Linked DNA regions of Hordeum vulgare: region 2 is linked to region 1. Evidence: chromatin contacts called from public Hi-C data. All regions are on one chromosome and are shown on one strand. Each heading gives the region's core, a stretch centred on a gene start, on an enhancer-like site or on the middle of the called end of the contact. The rest is flanking DNA. Distances are from core to core; before and after follow the strand shown. Region 1 has its middle 150 kb from the start of LOC123407639. Region 2 holds the start of LOC123407639 (reticulon-like protein B1).

Region 1 (6,023 bases), core at 1,035-3,534:
CCGAGTGTGGAGATCCCTTCGGCAGTTGACCCTACTCAGCCGATAAACTACCGACCATAAGCATGAAGATTGAATGAGAGCTTTCAGGTATAGGGAGACAGCAACTACAAGCCTACTATGTCGACCCGTTCGTGCAATACACATCGGCACATCAATCACAGCCACGAATTCAGGCCTGAACCAGAAGCACTACCAATCTATCATCGCATCGCCCATCCAGGCCTACAGGAACGAGAAGAGCGACAGCTGCTTTGAAAGCCCTTATGCTCCCTCTGAAATTATTCACCGGATCGAGGTCCGTTTGTTGCTACCTCTTGTACCAGTCCAGGTGGCGAATAAAACTCCAAAAAATGAAACAAAAGGGTCCACCCAATTTTTTTTTTTTAAAGGAGGATGACCCCGGCCTCATCAGGGAAATGCATGCGGTCATTTTATTTATTATTCTCAAGGACCTTACAAAGTATTACAACAATATGTCTGAATCCGTCATCTTGGCAACATCTGTCGCTATTCATATCCATATGATGAAGGGGTGCTAGCTGGGCCACATACCCAGATCACTTACCTAAGCCTAACATCAAAAGTCGGAAGCTCCAGCAGATCCGGTCAAGCCATCTGCCACATACCGGGTCTAGGGCACAAAACCGATCTGATGCACTCGTGTGCTATCGCCGCCATCTTCCATCGGTCCGTCTTCAGAGCAAATATTGAGGCTTCTACCTTGTGTAGCCACTCTGCCATTGACGTCACCATGACGCCAGATAGCTACCTCCTCCTGCTCGAGTCCATCTCCACGCATCGGACGCCGAGTCCCCACAGCGCCATGCCGCCGATATCCGCCGCCATCAATGTGTGAGATGAAGCACCGCTCAACCATTCCTCCAGTCAGCACTTGCTCCAAAACGATGCCCCCAGGAGGGAGGGCGATAAAACGCCACCATCGTCCGATCCAGGAAGACCCAGATCTAGGGTTTCCCCCGGAGCATCCAGAGCCTGATGACGCAAACAGCAATGCCGTTGCTCCACCAGACGAGCGCCACCGATGTCACAGCCTCCAAGATGTAGCAGGCCAAAATGCGCTGACATCGAACCGCCGCCACCTCCACCACCGCTTGAGCAGCCCCCGAGCAACGCCTTCAGGAAGGAACACGCCACCGCGGTGTCGTCGTCGCTTGGACCAAGGGGATCTGAGGTTTTCACCTGAGCTCCTGGAAGGGGTGGAAGGAAGGGGATCCTTTCCAAAGCCTCCAACAAGGGGAACAACACCCAAAGGCGCTGCCTTCGGAGTGGCCGTCGCACCGGCCAAGGGACTCCCCCGGAACCCTTCCAACCACCGGATCTGCAGGGCCAGCACCCAAGAACAGCGAGAAGCCATCTGGGGCCGGATCCGCTGCAGATCGGAGTAGATTGGGGTCGACGAGAAGCAACACAATGGCCACCAGCATCCAGCAAGGACCGCCGCCACAGCAGCCGCCACCCCCCGCGCCGTCCGGGTCAAAGAGGGATCCACCGACCGCGTACAAGGGCCAGCACCGCCTGCACCCGCCGGAGCACCGCCGCTAGCCCAGCGCCCGCCACCGCCTGCCGCGGGCCGCCGCCGTGCGCCCCACTCCCCGCCACCGCTCGTCGAGGCCTGCCCCTCGCGCCCGATCGTGATCGCCACAAGCCACCGCCGTCAACCACCTAGATCCGCCGCCCGCGGAGGAAGGGGAGCCGGGAGAGGGAGTCCCCCGCCGCCGCCGTCTGCCACACGTGTTTTACCGACGGCGTCACCCGGCGGCGGCGAGGAGGGGAGGATGAGAGAGCGGCGGCGCCGCCTAGGGCTTGGGAGCCCCCGAGTCGCCTAGGGCGGGGGCGACGCGAGGGAAGGGGGCGCTTGCTTTCTCGATGGTTCAGATATTTAGAAATTTGCCTATCTGGTCCACGCAAAAATAAATAAATAAATATAAACAGGTTTATTTTTGAGCATTAACCACCTTTATTAAAACTTTAAAGTCTAAATAATAAGTCCTGGTACAAATAACAAATCAGGTGTGGTAGCGAACCGGATGTGCCGTCAAGCACGGCTAAAGAAACCAATGTCTTTGCAAGACCATGAAGGCAGTGGCGGAGCTTGTCCCAGCAATTTGAACGGGCCGGCTGTAGAAAATAACTACAGAGATCGTTCTTCAGTACCAAAAATACATATACACTGCAGAAAATTGCATGGTCTGGACGGGCCATGGCCCCTTCGGCCATGCCATAGCCCCGCCACTGCATGGGGTCGCACTGATGTTGCCAATTATCATGGCTGATGGCTCCAGGTAGATGTCCTTTACTCCATGGCAGACAATACGATTTAGATTCGCAGATTTGCTGTGGCAAAGGTAGCGAAGCTACGGTGCCGCTACCTTTGCTCAGTCTCGTCCGTTGGATTAAAAAACGACAATCTAGATTGGATGCTACAGTTTTCTCAACAGTGAATCGTGCGAACAATGGTTTGTGTGAACCGTATTCACGGACAATGTTAGGTAGATTAAATCCCTCGCTCTTGGTCTTGCCGCATTGTCAGGCCTTGTTTGGCACACAGCGAATGAGGGGGTTTTTAGTGGATTTTCCTCGTTCGGCTTAAAAGCCCCTAAAATTCCAAAAGGAGCGTTTGGCACACCGGGCCTTAACCGGCCCAGCCCCAAATATCCCGTCACATCCTTCCCAATCCACGGGGCTTTCCAGCATCGAGGGATACCTCGCGGCTCGCACATCTACGTGCGAGAGGGAGACGCAAAAACCACGCGCCGTCGTCTCCTCCGCCTCCGTCGCCATCGCCTCCTCCGTCTTCGTCGTCGTCGCCTCCGTCGCTGCCTCCGTCCCCGCCTTCATTGTTATCGTCATCACCGGGCGCCTGCTTCCTCTTCTTTCTAGGGCAAACTGACCTTCTCCCCCAAGGTACACCGCCCCCTCCCCTCCCCTCCCACTCCCCTTCACTCCATCTCGATCTAGGGTTTCTTAATATTGGCGGGGGTGGTTGGTCCGCCGTTCGCCTCGTCATCACCGGCGAGCTCATCCTGTTATTCCTGTTGTTCCACCATTGGCCCATCTTCCCTTTCCAGCACCTCTGGCGTGAGAGGCCCTTCCTGTTGTTCCACCATCGGCTTCTCTTCCTTGATTAATTAGTCACTGCTAGATCTGGACTACTATTTAAAATTATACATGTAGATACTCAAGTAGGATCTCTACCTTTCAGTACTAGTATTATTAGCATATATATTATGTATGATAACAAAGTAACAAGATACAGCCAACCACTTTGTGTTAGATATTGATAACTGGATGTAGTGCAAAAATGTGAGGGGAGAATCATTGTGCTGCACATAAGTTTCATTTGTATATCACCAGTCTTATTATTTCTTAATTACTTACAGTCAAAATGAATTTACGGAGCCTTGAGAGAATTAGGAAGAGGAGGGAAGAGAATGAAGATGACATGATCTTCTTTATTTGGCCAACACTGTACCAGATCCTTAGTAGGATCGACAAAAATCAGCGACATAGCTCTGTCCTGTATGGCAAGAGGCGTGTTAATGAAATCCTTCAAGGTCATGTCAAGAATTGACCTGTAGCTTTTAGGATTGAGCCCCACATCTTCAAAGTGCTAGCATCATATCTTAGAAGGGAAAATTTGATGAAGGACAAGACAATCAAGGTAGAGGAGAAATTAGCCTTTTTCCTTTACATGTTGTCTCACAACGCGTCTTTTCAAGATCTACAACTAGAATACCAACATAGCGGGTGGACCTTCCATGAATACATCAAGTCTTTCTTCGACATCGTCCCGACTCTATCTTGTCGATTTTTAAAGCATCAAAGCATCGATGAACCTCATCCAAAGATTGCTGGAGATCCAAGATTCTTCCCATACTTTGAGGTTTTCACCTCGACACTTTCACTTCTTGTCTTATCTATATCTTCATATTTTGGATATTGACTTGCAATCAATCTATTCGTAGAAATGCATAGGCGCCATCGATGGAACTCATATTCCTATGACTGTAACACCTGACAAAGCCGCTCCTTTCTGGAATAGGAAGGGAACTCTCAGCCAAAATGTCATGGTTGCATGTGACTTTGACTTAAACTTCACATTCATCTCATGTGGTTGGGAGGGGTCGGCTACAGATGCTAGAGTGCTCTAGCCGGCCTTGAACCGCGGCTTCAAAGTACCTGAAGGAAAGTTCTATTTGGTTGATGGTGGTTATGCAAATACCACATCTTTCCTTGCACCGTATCGGGGTGTACGATATCACCTCAAGGAGTTTGGGCATGGGCACCATCGACCACAGAACTACAAGGAGTTATTCAATCTTCGGCATGCCGTGTTGCGCAACCATGTGGAAAGGGCCATAGGAGTTCTTAAGAAGCGTTTCCCAATTCTTCGCGTTGGTACATTCCATCAAATCAAAAACCAAGTCAAGATCCCAGCAGCTGCAGCCGTCTTTCATAATATCATCAGGATGAATAAGGGCGATGAAAATTGGCTTGATGATCAACCCAATAACATACCTCCCACTGAATTTGTTGACCTTCCAGATGATAATGATCACCAACACGTTAGCAACCAAGAGAATGACATCCCAGGCGACAACTTGAGGGACGAGATTGCTAGGAGGATGTGGGATGATTTTCAATGATGTGGGATGAACTTTTTTGTTATGTTCTTCATGTTGTAATGAGCTCTTTTGTTATGTTTGTCATGTAATAGTGAACCCTTTGTTATGAATACTTCAATGATGTAAGATTGATTCTAGTTTGATGATCCATTGATAATAGGTTGCATTTCTGCATGTCAATAATGAGCTCTTTGTTATGTTTTATGATGCTCTTTGTTATCATGTAATAATGAGCTCTTTGTTATCTTACATGTTCATCATGTAAGATATGTATGCTAAAGGTTCTCCAAAGTTCAACTTGATGCAAAGGAAAGGTTTGCAGAAAAAAGCTTCACCAAAGGCAATGAAAAGGGTTACTTCACCAAGAGGTATTTTCCATATTACCTGCGTCTCAACTTGTATCTTTTGAAACATATTTCTTTCATCTGCACTTCTCTAATACTTGTGCTTGTGTAGTTGACAAGCCAAGGGCCCAATGGAACCGAGGACTTGAGAAGTCTTTGGTGGATTTGCTTTATGAGCATGATGATCCCTGTTCTAGAGGTGACAATGGCTGGGGAAGTGAAACATGGAACTAGATGGTCAAGCTATTCAATTCTAGGAATGGTGTGAACTTTACTAAGAATCAGATCCAAGAGAAGGAGAAAGAAATGAAAAGGGACTACAGGGCTCTAAAGGAGGCTCGAAGACAAAGCGGTGTTAGCTGGGATGATGTTAGATGCACACTAATTGCCGATGCAAACCTTTGGAAAAATATGATCCAAGTAAGTTACTTTGCCAACATTGCAATGACAGCTCCATGCTTGAAGTTGGTATTATTGTGGTATTAATCATTTTCACTATTCTTGTTTGTAGACATGGAAAAGAATTGGAAAATTCAGGAGAGGATCTTTCCCCCTATATGATAGACTAGGCGACTTATATGATGGTAAGCATAATTTGAAGAGAAATTATAGTTGTAGAGCTGAACTGATTACTACTTGTAAAGTACAAAGGGCATGCACCAAAGGGAATTAATACTGGTGTGTTGGATATTACACGACAATTAATCAACATGTAGGTACAGAAAGCACTAGAGTAGTAGAAATTTCTTATACAGTACTGCTATTGCTACATGGTTTACTTATAGAGCCCTTCCATGGTACATCATGAGCTTAATTAATCCTCGCTAGCCACTGACCGGAAAAGGTTGATAAGAAAAGTAAGACATTGAATCCATGAATTGATCCACTTAATTTGGTGATCCTAGTCTTTTTTAGTCGTTGGAAACCAGGATCGGTAGACTAAGAGGGTGCTTGGATACGTTTTAGTCCCATGACTAAAAGTAATGAGACTAAAACTTGCTAGCCTCACCCATGCTTGGATCCAAATACTAAA
Region 2 (5,495 bases), core at 657-3,156, 150 kb before region 1:
AACAACAGCCCGTGCTGGAACCCTGTATGGGCTACACTTCTGTTAGAACAAAATTGTGCCTTCGTGTATATCTTGTGCATCTCTTCTGCAATCCTGAGGGGTTGAAACTAACGCCCTGGTGCCCAATCCAGACCTTTCCTATATTTCCAGACAAAATGAGCCTTTACCCCTCCAACAACAAAGAAACTAGCATCATCAGAGATAAGAGGATGCCTCCCCAAGGATCAGCTATACTTCTGCTACTGTCAAAGGTATACTTTAAGGATCGCTCTGTACAACATATCACATAATATCACTTAGATCAAGTTGCAAACTGTATTTTGTCTGTCAGAGGTATACTTTAAGGTTCTAAGTAGAAGATAATAGTTGACACTTCAACAAAGTGGACTAAGTAGGTTCACAAGTTAATATCTCCTTTTTTTGAAAGATGTTTAACAAGTCCATGTTTTTTTCTTTTCTGATGGATGGTTGACAAGTCCATGTGGGTTTTTGTGAAGTAGATTCACGAGCACCAAGTTCAAGCACGGATTCCTGGTTACAATATAGTTGATGTTGCCACTTGCAAAAAGTCACCAACAAGAATCATTACAATTCTTCCACGGCATCATATCAGGATGATGTTTCCAACAGGTAGGCTCGTCTTCCTAAACTACTTTAGTGGTCTAAACGTTCTTGTTCTTATATTTCTTTGCGGAGGGAGTACCAAGGAAGCACGTAGTTAATTTTGTGGGGAAACGAACTTCGGATTTCTCCATTTCAATTTGACCGATTTCATCATATGTTGCTTACTAGTGGAGACTTCCTTTGAATCCTTCACATGAATTAAAAGGCCTCAGAACAGTATCCCACAAAGATAAAACGAGAACAGATGGTCTGGGTCAACAGCTCATGGACTTGACGGTTTCCTCAGCCTAGAAGGTAACAAGACTTTGTTCAGCCTACAAGAGTAGAAACTAACAAGCAAACCTTGCCTGACAGTATGCCCCGTCTATATCTTGGAAGTGAGGCAACAGCGTGGATCATCTGCAGCAGGCCAAGGAACTCTAAAGCCTAGGTGGGTGCTTTCTCGGGGTACAAGAAGTCTTCTTATCTTGTAAGTATTTCAGAATAGCAACCAAAAAAGTCAGAAAATTATAGGTGGGTGCTTTCTTGGGGTGAAAGAAGTCTTCTTATCTTTTTAGTAGAGGGAGCAAACGTTTTTATTAGCACTTGAATTTTCATCCAGATAATCGAAGATCTGAACCGATGTTGTTAGAATACGCGTGGAGGACTGAAGAAATCGAAAGTAAGTGCTTTTATCTGGCTATAACTACTATAGCTAAACACCTAAACCCTTCCTAACTGAACCACCACACGCACACACAAAAGGAAATCACCCACCTGTGGTGCGAAGTAATACTTGAAAAATCAAACAAATCCAGTACTCACCAGTCACCACCACAAATTACGGAAAATAAATACGGAGTAGTGCTAAATGGAAAAGGGAAGGGAACGGAGAGCTCGTACTTTTACCGCCACCAAGCACCTTGTGCACGGAGGTGTCCTCGCCGAGCAGCCTGAACCCACGGGACCTGACCGTGGTGTCCGGCGCAGACGCGGGCGGGGCCGCCTTCTCCGGCGAGGCGTCGGCGCTGGCCGGCGGCTCCGCGGACAGCGGCGGGGCGCCCTCGGCCGGCGCTGCCGGGGTCGGCGGGGGCGCGGCGACGGTCTCCTCGGCTGGATCGGCCATGGACGGAGCAAACGGAGCTACAGGAAAGGTAAGCACGGGTTCCCCTCTGGTTCTCTGCTCTCGTAAAGCGCGCAGTGTGTGTGGTGGAAGTGTGCGCCTTGCCTGCCTTTTTCTCTCCGGCGAAGGAGAGGTGGATGGATGGATGGAGATCTCTAGAATATGGAGCGAGTGGGACGGCCGTTAGGGGCCGTCACGGCGCGCTGGGCCTTTTTCGGTGGTGGAGCAGGTGGTACGTGCACCCGGGAAAGGGCTGCTTTTCTTCGCAATTTTTATGCACCGTCCAAAAATGCACGCCGTTAGGTTTTTTTTTATATGTATTCTAGTAATTTAAAAGCATAGGAATAAGAACACACGTAATTATCGTAGGATTCTATGGATTTTCGAAACACGAAATCCTGCAATATGTGCCTTTTGTGGTGAAATAAACATGTTTTTTTTTTAGAAAATGAGAAGAGGGGGTAGAGAGATGGAGTAAAAAAATGATTGTATTTTTCAAAGGAAACATAAAATAATATTTGTATTTGAATTTAGATTTATATGGAATAAAATATAGGTAATGTACTCCATGGATATTCATTAGCCTCGGTCTTGTGATCCAAAGGGTTTTCATAAGAAAAGAATTATATGAGTTATCGTTTGAGAAGAAGAGACTACACCGGCAGCACATTTAAAATTTGATCCTTATAAGAGCATCTATGATTTACATGATTGTAAAATAATGATAATATAAAACTATCAAAAAAAGAAAAGCTTGCACATAACAAAAATAAATAATAAACCATGTTACTTCGCTTCATAGGAATAAATAAACATGAAAATTAACACGGTCAAGTCAAGGTCAAAGCACAAACATGAATGAAGTTGTAACGTTATCACACTACTGCATACTATTGCATTGTTCTTTGTGCAAAGGTATTCTCAAAAAAATTATAATTGTTTCAAAGAAATTTAATATAAAATAATTAATACAGTACTTCCCATCAAAGAAACACAGTGTTATTCTTTCATTTTCTTCGTGAATCAAAGGTGCACTAATTATATATCGATGATAGTTGTGGTTACAGTTTAGCTTTTGGATTGAAGGTGAATACTTGGATTCTCTTCGAAAGCGATGGTCTCCTTCAAATGTGTCGTCAATGATGAATCCTATTGGATGGTCTCACTATTTTCTTCTCGACGATCATGCTATTCTAGTGAGTGGTTCTAGTTCTTGGTGATCCTTTTGATGCAGTGACAACATTGTTTTCTTCTTTTGATTATCTGTTTGATGAATTTCTAACTATAGAAAAACAAGGTTAGGCCGTCTTCATCGATGGAATGACGGATGCAGCGACACATAATCTATGTTGTATGATCGGTGCAATTGTTTGTGGGTCATTTAGTAATCAGTTAAAATCATTGACACTTATTTTGAATTTAAGGGAGTAATTCCATCTTTTTAGAGGGTAGTCATGATGTTTTGAATCTTCTTAATACAGTGCTCTCTTCGTCCCATATATACTCACTCTGCAAAGAAACAAATAAAAATTAAGCCAGTGGCCACTCCATGTACGCCTAGCCATTTTAGCTCTGTCGACGGTAAAGTAACGGAGCAGGGGAATCCGTCGGCACAGCCCTGGCCGCACACGGAGATGCAGTGCGGAATCCTGGCGTTACGCGTGATGTGGCGACCGAGGAGGGCGACACGCGAACCGTAGCAGGGTTTGCTGGAAGACTCCGCCCGGACACGTGCAACTGTTGCTCTGGACTAGCTGAACCGATAGGAGTGGCGCTGCCTGTTCCAGCGGCACGCGTGGCCACCGCCCACCGCCCGCCCGCCCGCCCGCAACCAAAACTCCCACCAAAGGCGTGATTGATTGACTTGCTGCTCCGAGCCTCTGAGTGGTTCGTGTCGTGGAATTTGGGATGGACGCCATGCCTCGGTGCATAAAACAACGGGAGAGAGAGTGGTGAAAGGTTCTTTCGATGGATTGTCAAGGTTATCGGGTATTGCTACGTGTTCCCAAGATGTCGTGATGCGTATTTTGCTTTTTCCTTCGTCAAACGGCTTGGATCGAAGAAGTTCATGCCAGATTGGTTTAATCGATTTTCTGTTAAAGCATCTACACACGCAACTAACCCCCGAAAGGCCTACGGACGGATCCGGATGCATCCGCTCACATCTTAAATAATGCATTCTATAGTTGAATATCTTAAATTAAAAAGAGATAATATCATCTGTGATGCTTAAACTTGTCATTGATGTTCACTTTGGTGCTTAAACTTAAAAAATACATCGAACTGATTCTAGAACTTGGCACAAGCGTTCAAATACAGTGTTAATCCTATCTATATGATGTACTCCCTCCGTTCCTAAATATAAGACCTTTTACAGATAACACTATAGACTACATACGAAGTAAAATGAGTGAATCTATGCTCTAAAATATGTCTACATACATCCGTATATAGTTCATAGTGTAATCTCTAAAAGGTCTTATATTTAGAAACGGAGGGAGTATAATGCATTGACGTGACATGCATAAAGGAAAAAACTCAGTTAAAATTTATTGTACAAATGATTTGAACTAGCTTTCAGGGATAGCGGACAACGTGTGGTAGTCGCCCCTCCAATTAAGATTAGATGTACAAAGTGTGTAAACGTCATATCTGTATAAACCAACTGACGCGTATGTTTTTTAGGGATACCCGTATGGTTTCAATGGGCTCGAATGCGGTCAATGTTAGTTTTTTACTTAAATTTGCAAAAAGTACGTAAATTATAATTATAGTAATAAATATAAAGTTAAAATACTAGTGTGTTATAAATATTATACATATGAAATATAACTTATTTAGCATAATGTTCAAGTAATTTTAAATAGTATTAATCTACTATTTTTAGACAAATCATACAAACTAAATTGTATTTCTTCTTATAAAAATGTGTGTATAGTTTATAAAATCATAAAGAAAAATCACAGTTTAGAATTATTTTTTAATTATACAAAAAATTAATTATTTATATGCACTTTTTGAAATTCCTAAGTTTGTTGTTTTAAAAAATTTGCATAACAAGAAATATTCATACCGATGGAAATTTTAAAATTATTTAATTCTTATAAATATTTACATGTGACTATACTTCGGTTATGTAAAAGTTATGAATATGTGTCACGAGTGAAAGTTATTACAAGCAAATGCTAATAAAAGTGCCAATATTTTTTAAAATTACTTGAACAATTTATAAATAAGTTATGCTATTTGTCAGTATAATATGTACAATACATGAATATTTAAAATTTATTTTTATTACTGTGATCATAGTTGATAAAGTTTTTACAAATTTCTAATAAAACTGACACGTCTTACTCGACGAACTTTAAGAGTCTTTATCGTCGTCGAGTATGAGAAAATTTGGAGGCAAAGTTGTTAGCTAATTCTACTTATTTTTCAAGGCCGAAAGGCTGTAATTTTTATTGTTTAGTTTTCCTTTATGCTGACATATGTGGGTCCGTTGTTATGGTGACATTTATAAAAAAAGCCACCTGTTCTAAGCGGGTCCCATGCCACGTGTGCATGTTGGTCAAAATATAATGTTACATCAGCGCATTATACGTTTATGGATGAGATTATCACCGTATATGCACCTTTGTGCCAAGTTCTAAAACCAATTTGACGTATTTTTCGAGTTCAACACTTAAGTGAACATCGATGACAATTTAAGCACTAGTGATGATATTACCTCAATTAGAAACTTTAAATCCATACCATTACATGTAGCGTA

What was found. Hi-C and Micro-C count contacts between places; a contact is called where the count stands out from the background.
Region 2: a Hi-C map of leaf shows a contact between it and region 1, with 6 times the contacts expected there. The contact joins the promoter of LOC123407639 here to the enhancer-like site in region 1. A contact is called at or near these places in 2 of 6 Hi-C or Micro-C datasets (leaf and seedling).

What each region holds. Positions count from the first base shown.
Region 1 is chr7H:466,827,847-466,833,869 of MorexV3_pseudomolecules_assembly, reverse strand. No RefSeq gene overlaps it. Among protein-coding and RNA genes, the nearest start is that of LOC123407639, 150 kb to the left of the region's middle. Within about 2 kb of position 2,284, at least 2 of the 3 cell types and tissues checked have open chromatin away from gene starts, as enhancers often do. A contact at or near this core is called in leaf, where this site is marked.
Region 2 is chr7H:466,974,118-466,979,612 of MorexV3_pseudomolecules_assembly, reverse strand. It overlaps LOC123407639 (reticulon-like protein B1), which reads right to left and starts at 1,906. Exons shown (of 5, transcript XM_045100820.1): 1 at 1,507-1,906. The coding sequence starts at 1,729.